2 separate regions of the Sus scrofa genome follow, and region 1 is linked to region 2. A link is a contact called in public HiChIP or PLAC-seq data. All regions are on one chromosome and are shown on one strand. Each heading gives the region's core, a stretch centred on a gene start, on an enhancer-like site or on the middle of the called end of the contact. The rest is flanking DNA. Distances are from core to core; before and after follow the strand shown.

What was found. HiChIP or PLAC-seq counts read pairs in DNA pulled down with a chosen protein or histone mark.
Region 1: an H3K27ac HiChIP or PLAC-seq map of skeletal muscle shows a contact between it and region 2. The contact joins the enhancer-like site here to the promoter of PGAM1 in region 2. A contact is called at or near these places in 1 of 5 promoter capture datasets (liver), 7 of 47 Hi-C or Micro-C datasets (liver, omental adipose tissue, psoas muscle and 3 more) and 2 of 2 datasets of contacts at active chromatin or transcription factors (alveolar macrophages and skeletal muscle).

What each region holds. Positions count from the first base shown.
Region 1 is chr14:108,932,217-108,939,024 of Sscrofa11.1, forward strand. The region is part of intron 1 of UBTD1 (ubiquitin domain-containing protein 1); the gene reads left to right. Among named protein-coding and RNA genes, the nearest start is that of HOGA1, 23 kb to the right of the region's middle. Within about 2 kb of position 1,320, at least 9 of the 83 cell types and tissues checked have an H3K27ac peak or open chromatin away from gene starts, as enhancers often do. A contact at or near this core is called in skeletal muscle, where this site is marked.
Region 2 is chr14:108,819,085-108,826,477 of Sscrofa11.1, forward strand. PGAM1 (phosphoglycerate mutase 1) reads left to right here and starts at 3,698. Exons shown (of 4, transcript XM_003483535.4): 1 at 3,698-3,993. The coding sequence starts at 3,855.

The DNA of each region.
Region 1 (6,808 bases), core at 70-2,569, 110 kb after region 2:
TCCCAAACACCCGATGCTTTAATTCTGCTGATAAAGTACATTGTTCTTTCCCAGTCGATCCCAGAAAAGGAGCTGCTGGTTTTACGGCCGGCTGGATCCCAGAGTAGACTCTGGGACTGGGGGGGGTTCTGTTTCTAGAGATCAGACGGGCCAGGTTTCCCTCAGGAAATGGGGCAGGGGGCTGGCTGGAGGAAGTCACCTCGGGTCAGGGGCAGCGTTGCTCAGAGCCCAGCCTAGGATGCCCCCTTTCACCTCACCTGGCTGCTCAGCCGAGGGCCCCACGCTGGGGGCACAGAGCAGAGAGCAGATCAAGGCCCTGCTGCCCCAAGTGCCCCCCAGGAAATGTGTGCGTTGTGTGCACACGCAGTGAAAGCGCGCCCTGTCTCCACGGTGCAGGGCGCCCTTTGTCCACACCTGCAGCCGCCCGAGCAGGGGGCCCTGGGTAGGTTTATTTTTCTTGGCTGCACTTTGTCGTCTCTCCCGTCGGCCATGAAGATTCCGGGCCCTCACTGGCTGTGGTTTCTGACATCCAGCCCCTTGTCCTCCAGCAGGTTTCCTCTCAATACACCTCCAGGGCTGGTTCTGTCCCTTTGGACTGCCACCTCTGCCACCCTCTTTTTCTTTTTCTCCTCTCTTTTTTTTTTTTTTTTTTTGCTTTTTAGGGCCACAGCTGCAGCATATGGGTGTTCCCAGGCTAGGGGTCAGATCGGAGCTGCAGCTGCCCACCTACACCAGTTCTCCTCTCTGCTTTATGGGGATTTCTTCCAGGCAGCTCTGTCTGGTCCCCACCGCTCCCCCACCTCTCATCTGGCATCTGCCCTCTCCAGCTCTCCCCCACCCCCCTTTTTCTAGACTGTCCATTCACTTCATTCACTCACTCTTTGGGCAAACAGGGATTGAGACCTGCTGCGTACCAGACCCGGGCCTGTTTCTGGGACCCCAGAGGTAAACCGGAGGTGGTCCCAGCCTCAGGGGGACAAGCTGGATGATTGCAGGGAACTGCAGCTGCCCAGGTACAGGCGCCCTCACAGAGCTAAGTTCAAGGTTCCCAGAAGAGCCTCTCGTCCTTCAACCCTGCCCAGGACCCCTGGGACTCAACGTGCCCTAGGAAGGGATGCAGTTTAGGAAGCCTGGGCTGTCACTTAGCAACTGGCTCCACCCCTTTCCTTCCCTGAACCCTGGAGCTGGGCCTAAGGGAATGAATGCGAAAGATGGGCCAGGGCTGTAAAGAGGCCACGTGGGGAGGCCTCAGCTGAGCTGAGCTGGCCTAGCGCTTTCCTTTCGAAGGTTACTCAGGCTCTGAGGGTCATCTTGGGCTAAGTCAAACTATAAATACCGCGCTTCCTGAAGGGATTACCTGGGCTCCGCTTCCCCTGCCTGCACCCTCCTTGGCTGGGCTGAGCCTTTTCTGGACCTGCCCTTCTTTTGGATTGCTTATCCCCTCTGCCAGGTGCCCTTCTTCAGCCACCTCTCCGGTTCCCTGCAGCCCAGCTGTGACGGCCAGGGTGGAAGGGGAAGGGAGAGACTGGCATCTGCGTTCTGGCCAAAGAGCCCCCATAGCCCAGGCTTCTCCTTCTGCCTGGCATCTCATCTCTCACTCCAGCCAGAGCAAGCCCAGGCTTGTCACACAGTCAGGACTTCTGGGGAGCACTCTGCTGGCTCCATCCCTAGAACAGGGACCTGGGGATGGAGCTTGGTAACCGAGCCTGGAAATGGAGCTTGGGAATTGCGGCAGGTATAAATAGGGCCGTCTCCTGGCTTGGGTGGACTGACTGTCCTGGGAAATCTCTGCTTCCCCTTGGCTGGTCTCAGACTTGGTGTCACATCCCAGTGGCTCAGGTGTGCCAGTTCCCAAAGCCACAGTAAGGGCCTCTTGGGGTCTGAGATCAAGAAGTGGAGGGACAGCCCGACTTGGCCGTTGGGGCAGACCTTTCTCCAGCTTTTCCTGCTCTCAGCGGTGACTCCTCCACCTCGCTCCCTCCCCGTGCACCATGCATTTGTCAGGTCCATTTTCAACTCAGCAGACATTGGTGAGAACCTGGGGAGTTCAGGGGGAAGCAGCCAGGCCTGTTGTCCTCCCGTGGGTTCTAGAGACTCCTCTCTTGTGTAGTTATCCTGAATTAACTAGTGCGAAGCATGCACGCGCGCATGCACTCATAGCCACACCCCAGCTCCACGCAAATTGGAAGGGATCGTTAGTATTCTGTCTCCCACTCTTCTCTCGGAACCCTCCCTTGGGGGTGGTATCGCCAGACACTATTCATTATCCAGGCCAAACCGCAGCGTCCACTGTCATTACCCTCCCCCTGCAACCCAGACGGCCGTGCCCTCTCGCCCCTCCCCCTTGCCCCTTGGAATCTGCTCTCAGCAGCACCTTGGGAGGCTATCTGTTGAACTAGCTGATGTTAAGGTTTAGAGGAGCGTGCTCTTTCCACTTCTGTTTTGCTGTGTTCACAAGGGGGATTCTTTTTTTTTTTTTTTTTTTTTGTCTTTTTAGGGCTACACCTGCGGCATATGGAGGTTCCCAGGCTAGGGGTCTAATCAGAGCTGTAGCTGCCGGCCTACGTGAGAGTCACAGAAACCCCAGATCTGAGTGGGATTCTTCAATCAGAGTGAGTACCTACCCCAGCCCAGCCCTTGTGACTCTGGCTCACTGGGTCTGCGGTGGGCCCTGGGACACTGGCTTTTTAACCAGCACCTCAGGAGGGCCTAGCACAAGTGATGTTTCGGGCAACCCTTCAAGACCGCAACTTGTGGAGTTCCCGTCGTGGCGCAGTGGAAACGAATCCGACTAGGAACCATGAGGTTGCAGGTTCAATCCCTGGCCTGGCTCAGTGAGTCAAAGATCCAGCGTTGCCGTGAGCTGTGGTGTAGGTTGCAGACACGGCTCGGATCTGGCATTGCTGTGGCTCTTGGCGTAGGCCGGCAGCTACAGCTCCGATTAGATCCCTAGCCTGAGAACATCCATATGCCGAAGGTGCGGCCCTAAAACAAACAAACAAAACCCCCACAACTTTTGCCTCTGTCCTCAGAAACGTGCATTCTTTGCTCAGTTCCCTGGCCACCTTAGTTACAGAAACCCATGGTTTTCATGGGCATTTTGTACCTCCCCTATATATATAGGTGTGTACCTGAATCATTCATTGTTTTATAAATCTCTCTTCGGTCAACTTTCTTAAGGATAAGGACCACGTCTGTTACTCTGTCTTTGACCTGGAGCTTATCTAGAGCAGGTGGAGACCTAAGTAGGGGCCACTAGATGCTCCTGCTGCTGAAACCCACAGATCCTGCCTGGCTCTGAACAGAGGCTCCCAGAGCTGCCAGCAACTGAAATCCTAGAGGTTGTGGGCCTTGGGCTCTCCCGTTCACCACCCTCAAGCCCCACCCACAGCTCCCCAAACTCTTCCGAATTTTCTGTGGCTGCTTCTCAGAACTTTATATACCCTTTTTCCTTAACAACTTTCATTGTATTCTTTTTTTTCTTTGGCTGCACTTATGGCATATGGAAGTTCCTGGGCCAGGGATTAAATCCGAGCTGCAGCTGTGACCTATGCCCCCCAGCTGCAGCAATGCTGGATCCTTAACCCACTGCACCCAGCTGGGAATGGAACCCATGCTGCCACAGCGACAGTGCTGGATCCTTAACCTGCTGTGCTATAGCGGGAACTCTTCATTGTTTTATTCTTATAACTAAAGTAACTACTGCTTATTTTTGAAAACTTGGAAAGTATAAGCAAAAAAAAAAAAAAAAAATCATTGGTAACTGCCAATCAGATATAACCATTGCTGGAGTTCCCATCATGGCACAGCAGAAATTAATCTGACTAGGAACCATGAGGTTGTGGGTTCGATCCCTGGCTTTGCTCAGTGGGTCAAGGATCCGGCATTGCCATGAGCTGTGATGTAGGTCGCAGACATGGCTCGGATCCTGTGTTGCTGTGGCCGTGGTGTAGGCCAGCAGCTGTAGCTCTGATTCGACCCCTAGCCTGGGAACCTCCATGTGCTCTGGGTGCGGCCCTAAAAAGCAAAAAAAAAAAAAAAAAAAATATATATATATATATATATATATATGTAACTATTGTTAACATTTGGTGTAACTCCTTCCAGTGTTTTGATCTGATTTTTATTTATTTATTTATTTAGGCCACACCCACGGCACGTGGAAGGTCCTGGGCTAGGGATCGAACCCATGCCAAAGTTGCAACCTGCGCCACAGTTGTGGCAACACTGGATCCTTAGCGTGCTGCACTGCAGGAGACCATCTCAGTCTTTTTAATATGTATAATTTTACATACATTTGCAGCAATAAAAGCCAGAGCACAGACACTTGCTGTTCTCTAACCCTTTTTTCCCTGAATCACTGGGCATTTCCCTGCGTGACTCTGCCTCCCTCAGTCCCATCACAAAATGGGTGCCGCGGATGCACAGACATTATGTAGCTTTTCTCCTGGTGGCGTGCCTTTAACTTGTTTCTAGAAAACCAGGCGGAGTTAAACAGCTTTGGAGATGAACCTTCGCCACACACTTGTGATTATTTTCTTAGAATACTTTCTTAGAAACCAAACAGCTGAGCCAAAGAGATGCATACTTGTAAGTTTTTTGGTATCATAGCAACTGCCCTCCAGAAAGTTTGTACCAGCATATAAGAGCATTCACACCCTTTCCCCTGCCCGATATTTTTTGACTCAACTAACTGTAAAACGTCATTTTTTAAATGAATGAAATTTAAAATATTCTTCATCAATTTGCTTTTATGTTTAGAGTAAAAGCTTCCTTTTCTATTTAGTCTGTATCTGTGTCTAAAATTGTCAGCATCAGTGTGTGGGGATCCAGACATTTTGGCAAGTCTCTTATACATGCTTGCCTCCGGCCTGGGGAAGCTTGCTGGATATCTTTAAGCTGTGTGCTGAGTTTCAATCACTGTGAGCAAAGCCAGCCCCTGGCCCGGGGTGCTGCTGCTGCCCCCTGCTGGCGAAGTGCAGTGGTGGCTGAAAGGGCTGGCCTCCTGCCCTTTTCTTACCTCAACCCTCCCTCTTTCTTCCGCCACCACCCCATTTTAATAGTTTCTAGTATCTTCAGCCTGAAGGGAACCAGTGTGCAGGGTGAGGAGATTTTAAGCTCTGTGTCTTGGGTGATGCAAATGCAGTTACTGTTTGGGGAGGCTCACTGGCATTGCGTCTGTCCTGGTATGTGACGTGTGTCTCTGACAGCACAGACAGGAAAGCGTGCTTTTCTCTGGGTGAAGGGAGGGGACTCTGCAGGCAAAGTATTCAAGCAAAGCATCCTTCAGGTATGCGGGGCCTCCTGAGGTGACAGCCTTGAAAGGTGACGCCTTGGGGCTGTGTTGATATTAAAAAGAGAGAGGCATGCATACACAGTGACACTTCAGGTACCCTAAGGTCACCAGTAACCTGGATTGTCAGGGACAGGACCAGAACCTGACCATTGAAGTAAGGGAGGGTGGGCCATCTGAGCAAGAACAACAGATGTCCCCAAGCCTTGCCTCTCTTCTTCAGGAAACCTCTTTCTTAGAACCAGATGCTCTCAATTTTGACAGTGCTGACAGAGCTTTCTCACCCCTCAGCAGATGAAGAGTGGCCCATTAGCTGGACCTGATCTCTACCCATATGAGCAGCAGTTAGATGGAGACCAGTGAGAAGAGACATCTGGCAGAGAGGAAGCAGCTCAAGAAGTTAAAAGGCCTGAGTCATTGAGTAGAGGGGCAGAAGTGGTCCCAGAGGTCCCCAGGGCATCACTGCAGAATTCCTGTGAGTCCTGATGGGTCATAGCTCTTGTTAGGGAGTCATCAACACTAAAGGACCATAGAGAAAAGGGGTCAGAAATCATGAAGCAGAGCAACTTCCTTGATCCAGGCAGAAACCCCTCCAGGCCAAACTTCCACCAAAAAAACCCATGGACAAAACTGTCATCTTTTGTTTCTCCAGTTCCTCCTTTCTGTCTTTCACACTTAAGCCTTTGATCTATCTGGGTTTGATTTTTGTGGCTGGCGTGAGGTAGGGATCCTGTTTCATGTGTTTCTGTAGGGAGAACCTGTGACTCAGTGGTAACAAACCCAATTAGTATCCATGAGGATGAGGGTTTGATCCCTGGCCCTGCTCAGTGGGTTACAGGATCACGTGTTGCTGGGAGCTGTGGTCACAGACCCTGTTCAGATCCCAAGTTGCTGTGTCTATGGTGTAGGCCAGCAGCTGCAGCTCTGATTTGACTCCTAGCCTGGGAACTTCCATATGCCATAGTTGCAGCCTTAAAAAAAAAAAAAAGAACCTGTAGTCCCATAACTACTTATCACTAGTCCTTTGTAAGGAAAATCCCCAGTGTCTGTCGTCTGCTGCTCACATGGCATCCTTCTGATGACAGTTATGTGGGTGTCTTTCCCATGTCCTGTTTCATGTTTTTAAGGCTCTCTGATTTCTTAAATGCAGTATTTCACAATCTGGGTCTGATAAATCCCATAGCTGAAGTCTTTGTAAGTCTGATTCTTCTGCCTGTTGTTTTTGCTGGCTTGGGCTCATATTGCCTTGTTTCTTTGTATGTTGTGATTAAGAAAAAAAAACCTATGACCTTATTATTTATTTTTCTTGGAACTTTATCTCAGGAATTCTTTGAGGCCTGGTTTGAAGTTGTTTGCCAACAAAGAGGATTTGCCTTTCCTTCTGCTAACCCAGGAACACTCAGATGAAGTGTCTGGCGTGAGAGTTTTCTGTCTGCACAGGTAGAGGCAAACCCACTGGATTCAGTCTGACCTGAGGCAGAACCCTCACTCTGTCACTTACTGTGTCACTTCAGG
Region 2 (7,393 bases), core at 2,448-4,947:
GTTAAGGATCTGGCATTGCCATAAGCTGTGGTGTAGGTCGCAGATGTGGCTCGGATCCCGCGTTGCCATGGCCGTGGCGGAGGCTGGCGGCTGTAGCTCTGATTGACCCCTAGCCTGGGAACCTCTATATGCGGCAGATGCAGGCCTAAAAAGCAAAAAAAGTAAAAAAATAAAAGAGAGGAGTTCCTGTCGTGGCTCAGTGGTTAACGAATCCGACTAGGAACCATGAGGTTGTGGGTTTGATACCTGGCCTTGCTCAGTGGGTTAAGGATCCGGCGTTGCTGTGAGCTGTGGTGTAGGTCACAATGTGGCTCGGATCCCATGTTGCTGTGGCTCTGGCGTAGGCCAGTGGCTACGCCTCCGATTCAACTCCTAGCCTGGGAATCTCCATATGCCGTGGGAGTGGCCCTAGAACAGGCAAAAAGACAAAAAAATAAAAAATAAAATAAAATAAAATAAAATGGAGATGCGGTGCCCATCCTCAAGCAGTTTCTAGTTGAGTGGATCTGATGTATACGTAACAAACCTCTGATGATCAAAGTTAATATACTGTAAATGAGTTATCACAGTTTCTCAGAATTCCAAGGAGATGAGACATTCCTTCCAGAGGCAGAAGGGATTGGTGAAGGCAGTAAAGTAGGATTCCTGGACTCTGTCCCAAGGCTGGTGGAACAGATGCCTTTGGCCTCCTGCCCGAAGAATCCTAGTTATCTGCTCAGTTCCAATCCCAGGGGGTAAGCCACCCCCTAGCGGGTATCCTCCTTGAAGGGAGATCTCTCCATTGATCCTCTAGATTGGCACCCTCTGAACTGGTGCCTCATTAAGTCGTTTTTGTCTTCCTGATCGCATTTCTGGGATATTTATTATTAATATGTTAAATATTATCATTTGTGACTCTTTGCTAGACACAGCACTAAGTGCTTCCCACGCATCGTCTCATTTATTCCTCACAACAGCGCTTTAAGCGGATATGATATGATTCTTCTTTCAGTTTACAGATGGGGAAAGTGAGGATGAGATGCTGAGTGACCCATTTTAGGTCCCACGGGTAACTAGAAACGGACATACTCAAGGCAGGTTTCTTCCTACTTACGCTTCCTACTCACTACAGAAATGTGAGATGCAGATTGGCCAAGAGAACAGAAATCTTGGATAGAAGCAGAGAGCTGGGGGTGGGGGTGGGGGTGACCAAAGGGACACAGCACCAGCCAGAACTGGGAGCATGGATTAAGACCCAGGTAGAGGGACAAAAAAGAAGAGTGAGAAAAGCCAAGGTTAAGGCTGGAAAAGCTCTCTCTCCCTGGGAGGGCCTGGGCATCAGTATTGGGATGACCAAGCAGAAGGAATGACCAGAGGGGTAACTTCCAAAGGGGGAGTCTTCCAAGGCCCCCCATGTGGGAGCTTGAACAAGGAGGCTTTCCAGGGCAGTTCTTGCTTTGCAGCCCCAGGAGTTTGTAAGCTCCAAGTGCAGCAGTTTTTTCATGCTGGACCTCATCCTAGTCACTGCTCTGGTCACTAAATTCCATCTCTGCCCAGCTGCAGTGGAGGGGGGCAGTGGGGCACTGTGGTTAGAGAACACGATAGGGCACTGGACTGCCTGGGTTCAAGTCCTGCTTTCTTCTCCACTTCTGCCCAAGCTATGACTTTGCACAAATTATTTCTCTGGGTCTCAGTTTCTTCATCTGTCGAATGGAGCTATGAATAGTACCTACATCACATGAAATTAGTACATTAAAACACTTGACCCGCTAAACTTTCACATATGGTAGATAATATAGCCACACACCAGTCCTCTATGTTTCGGTTCATGTCATTCCCAAGGTGCCTTTTCTCTGCCTCTCAAATCCTTCCCACTCTTCAAAGTTGACAAATGCCTAAAATGCACCAAGTATGTGGAGGCCACCAAAGAGTAGTAGGTCAGGTGTGCATGGACTTGGGAGCCAGCCACCCTAGGTTTGAATCCTGGTTCCTGTAACCTTGGGCAAATTGCCTCGTCCCTCAGTTTCCTCTTCAGTAAACAGGGAAGCAATAGTACTGGCCTCATAAGATTGTTACAAGGATATGAGGATTAAGGAGTTAACATTTGGAGTTCCCGTCGTGGCTCAGTGGCTAACAAATCCGACTAGGAACCATGAGGATACAGGTTTGATCCCTGGCCTTGCTCAGTGGGTTAAGGATCCGGCATTGCCATGAGCTGTGGTGTAGGTTGCAGATGAGGCTCAGATCCCGAGTTGCTGTGGCTCTGACGTAGGCTGGCGGCTACAGCTCCGATTAGACCCCTAGCCTGGGAATCTTCATATGCCGAGGGAGCAGCCCAAGAAATGGAAAAAAAAAAAAAAAAAAAAAAAAAAAAAGGAGTTAACATTTGTAAAGCACTCTTTTTTTTTGGCTGCTCCCTCAGCATATGGAAGTTCCTGAGCCAGGGATCCAACCCACTCCTCAGCAGGGACCCAAGCCACTGCAGCGACAATTCGGGAGCCTTAACATGGCTGTGCCACAGGAGAACTCCTGCAAAGCACTTTTAAACACTGTCTGGCACATAGTAGGTGTTTCATGAGTGCATGTTAAAAACTTTTCTACATCTGTCAAAAAGAGGACAGAGCACAATTGCATTGTTAGCTGTGTACGCATAGGGCTTATTTCCACTTCACTTGCTGTGAAGAGCAGAAAACACATCCAGCCTGTCTTTGACCCTAGCCCGACGCCTGACTCATATCTGATGCTCAATAAAGTGGCTAGATTGGGAGTTCCCGTCGTGGCTCAGTGGTTAATGAACCCGACTAGCATCTATGAGGACATGGGTTCGATCCCTGGCCTCGCTCAGTGGGTTAAGGATCTGGCGTTGCTGTAGCTGTGGTGTAGGCCGGCAGCTACAGCTCTGATTCAACTCCTAGCCTGTGAACCTCCACATGCCGCTGGTACAGCCCTAAAGACAAAAAAAGACAAAAAAGGGGGGGGGCTAGATTGAAACAAACCAGGACACAGTGAGATGGGCAGCAGAAAGCTTGCAAATAAGCAGATACTTAAACTGATGACTGAGTGCACAGGAGGGACAGGCAGTGACCCTTCTTCTGGAGCGTTTGATCCGCTTAGGGTTTGCTTCTGCTGGTCCAGGAGGAGGCACTGACTAGAGGCTGTGAGAGATAAACAGGTTGGACAAACGGCCCTATGTTGGATAAAGAGCATGGCTTTCGAGCCAGCAGTCAAAGCGTTTTCTTATGTGTAAAATAAGAGATCAGTGTCCATGGAAATAGAAACAACAACCAATTACTAAGCATCTTCCAGGTAGCTAGGCACCAGCTAAGTATTTATAATGTTCATTTACGAATGAGGCTGAGCGAGGTTAAGCGATCTGCCCAAAGATACAAAGCAAAAAACAAAGTGAAGATTCCAATCCAGGTGTGTTAATCAAACTTTCTGTACAGATGGCAAAGTGATCTGGCCGAGCCTAGAGTAACTCAAATGCCAAAGACCATTTTTTTCACAACGAAGGGCTGATGAATAAGGGCGATACAACACTCCTGCCCGCATCCAAGACCCGCCGCCGCCCAAAAGTACCGAAGCCCTCCGGCGCTTACGTGCGCTCCGTGACTGGGGCGGCGGACGCCTGGCGGGCGGCGGAAGTCGCATGCGCCCTGCCGTCCTTCCCCTCACCCCGGAGCCTGCAGCGCCTGCTTGGGGCGCATGCGTACACCGATGGGCGGAGGGCGGCCCCGAGCGAGTGGAAAGATTTGAGTGAGCAAGTGCGCTGGAGCCTAGCGGTAGGGCGCGAGCGCGCAGGCGCGGCCGGGGGCCTGGCCGAGACTCCGGAATCTCGGTGAGCCCCAGTCTGCGCCGCACCCCGAGTTGCCACCATGGCTGCCTACAAGCTGGTGCTGATCCGGCACGGTGAGAGCGCGTGGAACCTGGAGAACCGCTTCAGCGGCTGGTACGACGCGGACCTGAGCCCGGCGGGGCACGAGGAGGCGAAGCGCGGCGGGCAGGCGCTGCGAGGTGCGGAGCGGGCCGGGGAGGTGGGTGGGAGCTGCGAAGGCCCGAGCGGGCGCGGATGCGTCAGGGCCGCCTGGTTGCCCCCCACCCTCGCTAGAGGGCTGAGACTTTGGGCTTTATCGCTTCAGCCGTTTATGTTGCAGTTGAGAAAATGCGCCCAGGGTAGCGAATCGACTTACTCAAGGTCACCTAGTCTCCCGAGTGTGAGGGGCCGCGCGCCTGAAGAGGACCCTTGCGGCCTCCGCAACACTGCCTTGTGAAATTCTCCCTTTCTAGTCATCATTTAGTAACTCGGGGACGGGCGACTAAATTGGATGCCCAGAATCTTCCAGCGGCTATAACCAAACCTACTCAAGAGGCAGCTGCGGATTCTGGTGAAGCGGCAGGCCACGCGCTTTTCCCGGTTCTGGCGGTGTGATGCGGCACTGGGGTGGGGGTAGGGGTGGGGGTTGCGGGGAGACCAGCACGGTTCCAGATATGAAGACATGCACGTGCTTGTGTGGGATGCTGTTTAGCAGCATTCCACAAATCCTCTGTCCAAAATGCACGCGCAGATGTAATTGAATGAATGAATGAGGGATTTGAGTTGATCCTTTTCATAATCCCATAAAGTATACAGATTTTATTTTTTCCCATTCCTTACTGGCTCTCTTTAATAGCTGGGAAAGTGAGGCTTGAAAGGATGACTTGTTCAAGGTCACCCCTTGTTCCTAGTCTGCTCCCCTGGCCTCTGTTCTGGGGTTGAGTAACAGGTAGGTGTGAGGAACTGGTAGGCTGTTGGCCAGGACGCTGGGCGAAGGTGGCAGTGGCGGTGAGATAAGCTTACCTACCCAGGCTCCCCCCGCCGGGGCAGACAGCTCTCTGTGATTTTGGATCCTTTGTAAGGAAGCATGCCTTGCTGCCAGCATTTCAAAGACTCTCTGGACTGAGGAGGTGTTTCCCCTGATCCTGCCCTGCACCTTCCTAACCACTGGACAAAGCAGTAGCCATTTAAAAGGGTCATTGATGCCTGGTTGATGTGAATCAGGTATTTGGCCCCAGTTTGCTCTCTCTAGCTTCTTGCCTTCACTCCGGATCCTTTAGAAATGAAGCAGAGGGTGGGGAGGTCTGGGAAATGGAATCCTGCTGGGGATGTGTGTGAATGCTTGGGGATGGCCTGGTGTGACCTCATACCAGTTAGGAGCGGCCAGGTTAGGGAATGTGCTGGTAAAGGAGGCCATTTTCTCTCCTGCTGCCTGGCAGGAAGAACTGCATGGGTCTGTGGTTGCTGATGACTAGCCCAGGGCAAAGCAAACTGCAGCTGTCCTTTAAGACTGATCAAATGCCTTAATTTTTAATTGCTCTTAAAATAATACACCCTATATCAGTTTTTAAATACATGTTAGTAGCATTAAAAAAAAATTCCATTTAAATGTTAATGTCAATTATGGACATCATAGATAAATAACTAAGACTAAAACCAAAAACTCTGAATGATGAAAACCTTATGAATAATTTGATAGTGTAAAAGACCTAAACTGAAATGTTACATTCATGAAGGCTTTAAGTATTTTAGGGTTTATAAAACCTTGAATGATTTCAGGAGGAAGCTTGCAAGCAGAGTTTCCCCATGCAGTCCTACTTCTCAGGGAGGGTGGAGACCACATGTACAACATTCGCTAACCCCTGATCGCTGGGAGTGTCTTATACCATGCTTTTGTTTGATGGCCAAGTTAAGGGAAGAGGCTTTATTTAGAGTTCTCAGTTAAGAGTCTTAAGGGGAACTGCTGCTTTCCTCTGGGACCCATTTGTGTATCCAGTGTGCTGCACTCCATTGCAAGTGGAAATAATTGCAGTGAAACAACCAGTAGCTTTTCAGCATGGGAGCTGAGGCTTGCACTGTGGACAGTCACTTCCCAGTGACTCACCCTTTCATTGGGGAGCCATTCCCCCTGTGGCTCAGTGGTTAATGAATCCGACTAGGAACCATGAGGTTGCGAGTTCGGTCCCTGCCCTTGCTCAGTGGGTTAACGATCTGGAGTTGCTGTGAGCTGTGGTGTAGGTTGCAGATGCGGCTCGGATCTCAAGTTGCTGTGGCTCTGGCATAGGCCGGCGGCTACAGCTCCTATTGGACCCCTAGCCTGGGAACCTCCATATGCTGCAGGAGGCGGCCCTAGAAAAGGCAAAAAAGACAAAAAAAAAAAAAGATTAGGGAGGATGTGGTAAGGAAGTCCACTAGGAGTTGTCCTGAGACCCAATGATGAGATCTAAGTCTTTTCCCTGGTGGGTGGTGGTGAGTTTCTGGATGATTAATCCTCCCTTCCCTCATCAGTATAGTTCTTATTGGCCTTATTCTCAGTTGAATGGCTGGCAGGAAAATTCACTTCACATTTCATTAATTACTGTTGGCAACCTCGATATGAAGCAATACACAGGAAAGTTTGTCCTGAATTTCAAAGAGGACCTTGAAGTGTCACGGAAGAAAACAGGCATGTTTTTCTGCCCTGCTCCATAGGGAAAAGGCCATTTCCCCATTAAAGGGGGAGAGAGAATAAATGTTTGTACTGGTTGGGCCAACATAACTCTTGATACCACCCTTCAATAATTTTGTGTGAGAAGAGGTTCATTTCGTTCTTTCTTTCTTTCTTTCTTTTTTTTTTTGTCTTTTTAGGGCCGCACCCATGGCATATGGAGGTTCCCAGGCTAGGGGCCTAATCAGAGCTCTACCTGTCAGTCTACACCACAGCCACAGCAACACCAGATCTGAGCCACGTCTGCGACCTACACCACAGCTCATGGCAACGCTGGATCCTTAACCCACTGAGCAAGGCCAGGGATCGAATCTGCGTCCTCATGGATACTAGTCAGATTCGTTTCCGCTGAGTCACGATGGGAACTCCCATGAGAGATTCATTTCTATTTTTTTTTTTTGAGAGATTCCTTTCTAAATGTATTAGACAGTGCACAGCATTTGCTTTTTCTCCAGTGAGTGGCTTTTTTTAAACTTGGTGTAACAGTTGACATAGATATATTCTTAGGATACAGAGGAATAGGCTGTCACTTTGATAGCACAGAGGAACTGTGGGTGAAGAGATTGTGATGTGATTTCCATACTGTAGGGAAAGTATAATTTCTTGCAACAAATTGGTTTTATCAGCATATTTCTAAGAGGTCTTGCTGTGTCCTGATTGTGTTCAAAATCCCATTTCTCCCAGATCAGAGGTTAAAGAGGACTGAAGTATAGCAGAATTTATCAAACAGAAGTGATAGTTCTAATTAAAATACAAATATCAGCGTTTTTAGAAGTTAGGAAACTGTGGCGATGGAGTTAAGAGGTGGTGGTTATGAGTTGGATATTGGAGTCATATAGCCTAGGTTTTATTTTTATTATTTTTTTTTTAAATTTATGGCCTCGTGGCATATA